Linked DNA regions of Dromaius novaehollandiae: region 2 is linked to region 1. The links are chromatin contacts, called in public Hi-C maps. All regions are on one chromosome and are shown on one strand. The core of a region is the stretch at or near the end of the contact, and the rest is flanking DNA. Distances in the headings are between cores, read along the strand shown. Region 1 overlaps FBXW7 (F-box and WD repeat domain containing 7). Region 2 holds the start of TIGD4 (tigger transposable element derived 4).

Region 1 (2,885 bases), core at 338-2,837:
AAATGAACGCAGACCTTTCAGCGTCGGTGGAGTGTGTAACTCTCCAGCGGGATACCTGTCCCGCTTCTAATAGCGTATGGGCACAAGTATATAGCCGCAAATCGGTGCTGGAGTTTAGCATTGTATGCGCACGTCTAGCGTTGAAACTCCTGCATCGTGTGTTTGTAGTAAAATGTCTGAACTGAAGTTGTCCTTGATTGCAAAGAATGCATATGAACAGCCTGTGGCTGAAATAAGGTTGGCAGATTGTGTGTGTGAATTTTCAAAGCTGTAGAGACAAAACTGAGAGGAGGAATGCATTAATACTCCTCATTGACACTGAATATTTACTGAAAGTTCAATGGCAATCTGCTTCCTCCATAGGTATGCGAAGATATGTGTCACTACAAGTTTTGATGCTGGCACATTATTGCTAGAAGTGCACATTTTTATTTTCTTTTGCCTCAGGAAACTAGGACCTTGATACAGCTTCCTCTGAGTTTGTTGGTGCTTCACAGAAACCAAATGCAGTCTTAAAACAACACGAGCCCTTTTTGTTAGAGTTTGAAGCACAAAATTATGTGATTCAGTCTCTGGAAAGTTAGCTGTTTGCAATTCTGAGATCCAAATGTCAGATACAATAATTTTCTTTCTTTTCTTTCTCTTCTTATGGGAAGACTTTGCCTGTAATTTTTAAGCAGCTCGCAAGGAAATCTGAAGAAACTTCCTCAGAGTGGTCAGGATATTGAGAAAAGATAATGTTAGTACTTCCCTTTTTCCTTTTGAAGACAGCTTGAATTTTAAGAGCTTTTAAATGCCCTGTATGGATCTTGTAAATCACTATCTGTAAGACAGACTATTCATATTTTATTTTAAAATAATGTTGTTTATATCCCATGTCTGAAATGAATTTCAAAAAAATCCAAGAAAACATGTTGATTTTAATGGTTGAAAATTTCTCATGCTAGAATTGTCATTTAATGAAGTAGTGCTTTACTCTGATTTCCAGTATACAGTTTAGATCTGGCATTACACTCCTAGGAGTGGATATAAAAGTCTACAGATCATTTGGTGCACAGATACTCAACGTATATCTTTCTGTGGTCCAGTGAATTGGAAAGAAGTACTGAACACTATTAAGCTGAGGCATGTGAATTATAGGCCTAAACTTCGGGTTTGGGATCCTGCAGTCACGCAGTAATTCAGAAGAAAAGCCTTACATTGTCCATGAAAAGTTTTAACCCCTGGGCTACAAAGAGGAGCCTGCAGACGTCATTTGAGTATGATCTGCGAAGTGATCCCTGCCTGGAGCTGGAAACGCCGCAGACAAAACCTGCTGTGGACCTCCAGGAGATCCTGAAGCAACGTGAGAGAAGCAAAACATTGCTCCAGCAAGCCTGTCTCAGCTTGTGCCCTTGTTCTAGGTGGTGAAGGGCACTAAGAGCTTGACACTTTCCTTTGAGTCAGATCCGGCAGTAGCTTGGAGGCAGATCCTGGATTCTGGCCTGCAGCTCTTCATTCCTCTCTTAAATTGCTCTGGACTAGTAGCTTCTAAAAATAGCACACAGTACAGATGCTCCTGTTACTGCTGCAGGAAGGAACGGGCTCTTTCTGCTATTGTGTGGGTAGAATTACAGCTCATGAGCGAGAACAGAGGCAGAGCTGCAGGACCCAGCTCTTGGGGGGCAGAGATGTCTGGAACACCTGGATCTGCTGCTGGTGCTCCTTGGTTTGCTAAAATGTATTTTCTCCCATGTTTGGGCTCTGCAGATTTTCGAGTAGCTGTCATGCTAATTTAAACAACAGCAAACAGAAAGGATCTGACATGCTACATGCCATTAGAAAGGATTTGCGTTTTTTCACTTCTTTCAAGTTTGGGGATTTGTATAAATGGCATTCAAATTGTGGGAGAAAATGCTCCTCCGATTGGATTATTAAAATGGAATTCTTTTAGCAAAGAAATTCTCATTTTTGAAAAAGACTGGTCAATTTTAAGTTAGTTTCATTTTTACCCTTTCTTTTGGTGCTTCTCTGTTGGTGCATCTGTTAGTGGGAGAGAGAACTGTATCCCATTTTAATTCTTTCCTGTTTGTTTGTTCTGAGCACTGCCGACAAAATATTCTGCCTGACTTTATAAAAGAGCAAACAAATGGGAAGTGTAAAAGCAGCCCTTCCTTCCCTGATAAATGCTTCCATTATTCTTCATTATTAGTTGGATAGAATTTTATATCATGGGATGAACTTGAGTTGATAGTCAACCCTGAATTGATGATAATGTCTCAGTTGTGGGAAATGAGAAGTTTATCAGTATCCTTGTCTATTTTCAAAGGTGCTTGGTGCCCTCATGAGGGTCTTGTGTCTCTTTGTTACAGTTTAGACTGGTTTTGATAACTTTTATAGTAATACTTTCTTTTTTTTTGGTTTTGTGAGATTAGAACTTAGTATAATACTAGAAACTTAGTATTACATAATATAATGCTTCAAACTACTGGGAATTTCTGATGTGGTTTGCAAAGAATTGAACTTCCTCCCAGTAAAAAAGGAGGATGTATATAATACATTATTTTCCTGTTTAAATCCTAATATTTTAAATGAATATTTAGATGGCTATAGAACTGAAGGATCTTGAAGAATAATTTAGTGATATTGCATATGAATCTGGATGTAGACTTAGATCAACTGTTAAACTGAGTATCTTATTTATCTCAATTTACCAGAGTATTGCCCAGAAAAATGGATGCCTTTATGCAAATCAGTGAGGACCCAAGATGTTCTCATGGAGTGTTGTTTTAGAGTTGCCCCAAGAAGTATCTGTATATAGAGTGCAATTGTGATAATTTACTCTTAAGATAACAAAGGCCTGGATCAACCCAGCTTCCTTCTATAAGAAATGGTATATATCTGGA
Region 2 (2,700 bases), core at 28-2,527, 90 kb before region 1:
AAAGCTAATTATGCTGCTAGGAAAGTTACAAGGCACCAGAGATGAAGACTGGGGTCAGGCCTGTAACTAATATCCACAGTCCCCACACCAGAACAGCCTGCCCCTCACCACTTTAACACTCTGCTTGCTCTTCTCCAGATGAACTAAGGCTCCCGTTATGACTTCTGGGAAAACAGGAAGAACCATGTGATCGAGATATTGCCTTAACTTCCAATTTAACGTTTCTCTGTATTATTTATTTTTTCTGTTTTAATTGTATGTACGCATACATATATACACAAATACATCTATAAGTTAATGACTCAGTTGTAAGCCTTCGAGCCACACAGATCACATTGCATCCTTCTCCAGCCCTACCAAAGACCCTTAAGTTACCCTTTCTAGCGAACCAATATATAGATAACAAAGCCAGTGCCAGCAAACGACGAACCCTGTTACCAGCTCCACCAAACCTAGAAAGGACACGTTAGGCACTGAAACTACATCCAGGTCAAGGAAAGTGAGACGAGAGGCTGGGAAGTGCTTTGAGCTAAAACCGACAGATCAAACGCCAGCGGGAACTGCCTACAGCCTGTACGCAGTAACGGGTACAGCACCTGCTCGCGGCACAACACCGCAGCGCTTCCACACGTTGCTGGTGAACCCAGCACAGCGAGCTGCAAACGACAAACCCGAACACCCAGCACAGTAAGCGTAAGGGCGCGGAACACCCTCAGGAGCACGAAATTCACGCAGCACGGGGAGTCTTCCCTCTGCGCTGAGTTTTCTCTCCCCTTCCCCCCCTCCCCCAAAGCCTCCTTCCACCCAGCTCCAGCTCCAGCTCCGCTGCCCTTCCCGCCCGGCGGCGGCGGCGGCGGCGACCCCCGCGCGCTCCGCGGGGCCGCGCAGGCGCCAGGCCCAACCGCCGCCCCCGGCCCGGCCCGGCGGCTCCTCGCTCCGGCGCTGCGCAGCGTCCGCCCTCACCTGCCGGCGGCGCTGCTGCCGCTCCGGGCGCCTCGTGCTGGGGCGGGGGAAAGGGGAGAGAGGGAGGGAGGGGGGAGGGGAGGAAGGAAAACCGGGCCGGGCCAGGCCGGGCGGGCGGGGCGGGGCGGGGCAGGACGCGGCGGCGGGGCCCGTCTCCAGGTTTATTTCCTTCCTCCTCCGGTACCAGCTGGAGCCGGAAGTACTTGGCCGGAAGTACGGCTGACGGTGGCCCCGCTGAGGACATGCCGTAAGGCTCGCCTCTCTAGCCCACGGCACACCTGTCTATGGTCGCTCCCCCGCCAAGCGGTAACCCTAGCAACAACATCCGGGGCCACCGCGCCTCACTCCCCCCCCCCGCCCCGCCACGTGTGCCCCCCCGCCCATCTCCCCCCCGTCAACACCGCCCTCTCTGCCGGGTTCCGCCCGCGGCTCGGTCCTGCCTGTATTTTTATTTTTCGCCCCAGCGGCGGCCGGGGCGGCAGCTCGGCGCTGTAAGGGGCGCTGCGCACCGCCGGCAAGATGCTCTTAGCGCCTGTTGGTGTCGGGCAGGGAAGGGGGATGACCACCTGGGGCGTGTAAATCCCCCCAAAACCCAGAAATCAGCTACACTTTCAGTGTGCCTGCAGGCAGACTCGTCACTGCAGCTGCAGCCTCCCTTTTTCACTCGTTCTTCCACTTGCGTACGAGGAGACTTCCCCACAGTCATCTCCGAGGCACCCTGCTAGGCCTCGCCGAGCGCTGGATGCGCGTCTCGGCTTCGAAGCCCTTTTCCCCTGCCCGGGCGTTCGCGGAGTTAAGATTGACCGTGCTGGTAGTGACGCGCCGGCGGCTGTGCCAAGGGCGATGCCTGCGACAGCGGGATGCTTCGGTCTAATTAAAGCCGCTGGCATCCCGGAGCGGCACTCGCAAGGCAACGCGGGGCACCATGGCGGCGGCTGCGGGGAGCTCTGCGCCGCTGCCCACAGGAAGGAAAAAAAAAAGCATTTCTATCGAGGAGAAGATTGACATAATAAGCGCGGTGGAGAGCGGCAAGAAAAAGGCAGACGTGGCAGCGAAGTATGGCATAAAGAAGAATTCGCTGTCTTCGATTTTGAAGAACAAAGACAAAGTTTTGGAAGCCTTCGAATCTCTGGGGTTTGATCCTAAAAGGAAAAGGCTGCGGACTGCTTTCCACACCGATCTGGAGGAGGCGTTAATGAAGTGGTACAGGATCGCTCAGTGCCTGAACGTGCCCGTAAATGGTCCTATGCTGCGCCTCAAAGCTAACGACTTTGCCCAGAAACTCGGCCACGGTGATTTTAAGTGCAGTAACGGCTGGCTTGATCGTTTCAAGTCAAGGTATGGGTTAGTGCTCAGAGCGCGGCCGGCAGGAGCAGCTGCGACTGCCGCAGTGGATGCTTTGACTCTTTGGTACCAAAATGTTCTTCCTTACTATTTGAATGACTACCAGCCAAAAAACGTGTTTAATGTAAAGGAGACTGGACTGTTGTATCAGATGTTACCTAATAACACATTTTCATTTAAAGGGGAAACCTGTTCTGTTGGTAAGCTGAGCCGAGAGCAAATAACCGTTGTGGTTGGCACGAATATGGATGGCTCCGAGAAGCTTCCTTTGCTCGTTATAGGGAAAAACAGAAGTCCACGCTGTTTCAAAGATGTGAAGTCGCTGCCTGTGGACTATGAAGCAAACGATATGGCCTGGATGACTCCAGAAGTGTTTGAACAGTGGGTGCGTAA

Evidence for each region. A called contact is a pair of places that touch in the nucleus more often than the background predicts.
Region 2: a contact with region 1 is called in a Hi-C map of brain, with 2.5 times the contacts expected there. The contact joins the promoter of TIGD4 here to the enhancer-like site in region 1. A contact is called at or near these places in 2 of 4 Hi-C or Micro-C datasets (brain and liver).

What each region holds. Positions count from the first base shown.
Region 1 is chr4:39,902,638-39,905,522 of bDroNov1.hap1, reverse strand. All of the region lies in intron 1 of FBXW7 (F-box and WD repeat domain containing 7), which reads left to right. Among named protein-coding and RNA genes, the nearest start is that of FBXW7, 23 kb to the left of the region's middle. Within about 2 kb of position 1,587, at least 1 of the 2 cell types and tissues checked has open chromatin away from gene starts, as enhancers often do.
Region 2 is chr4:39,992,564-39,995,263 of bDroNov1.hap1, reverse strand. It overlaps TIGD4 (tigger transposable element derived 4), which reads left to right and starts at 1,277. Exons shown (of 1, transcript XM_026104969.2): 1 at 1,277-2,700. The coding sequence starts at 1,889. ARFIP1 (ADP ribosylation factor interacting protein 1) reads right to left here and starts at 1,222. Exons shown (of 10, transcript XM_026104948.2): 1 at 964-1,222. The coding sequence starts at 1,207.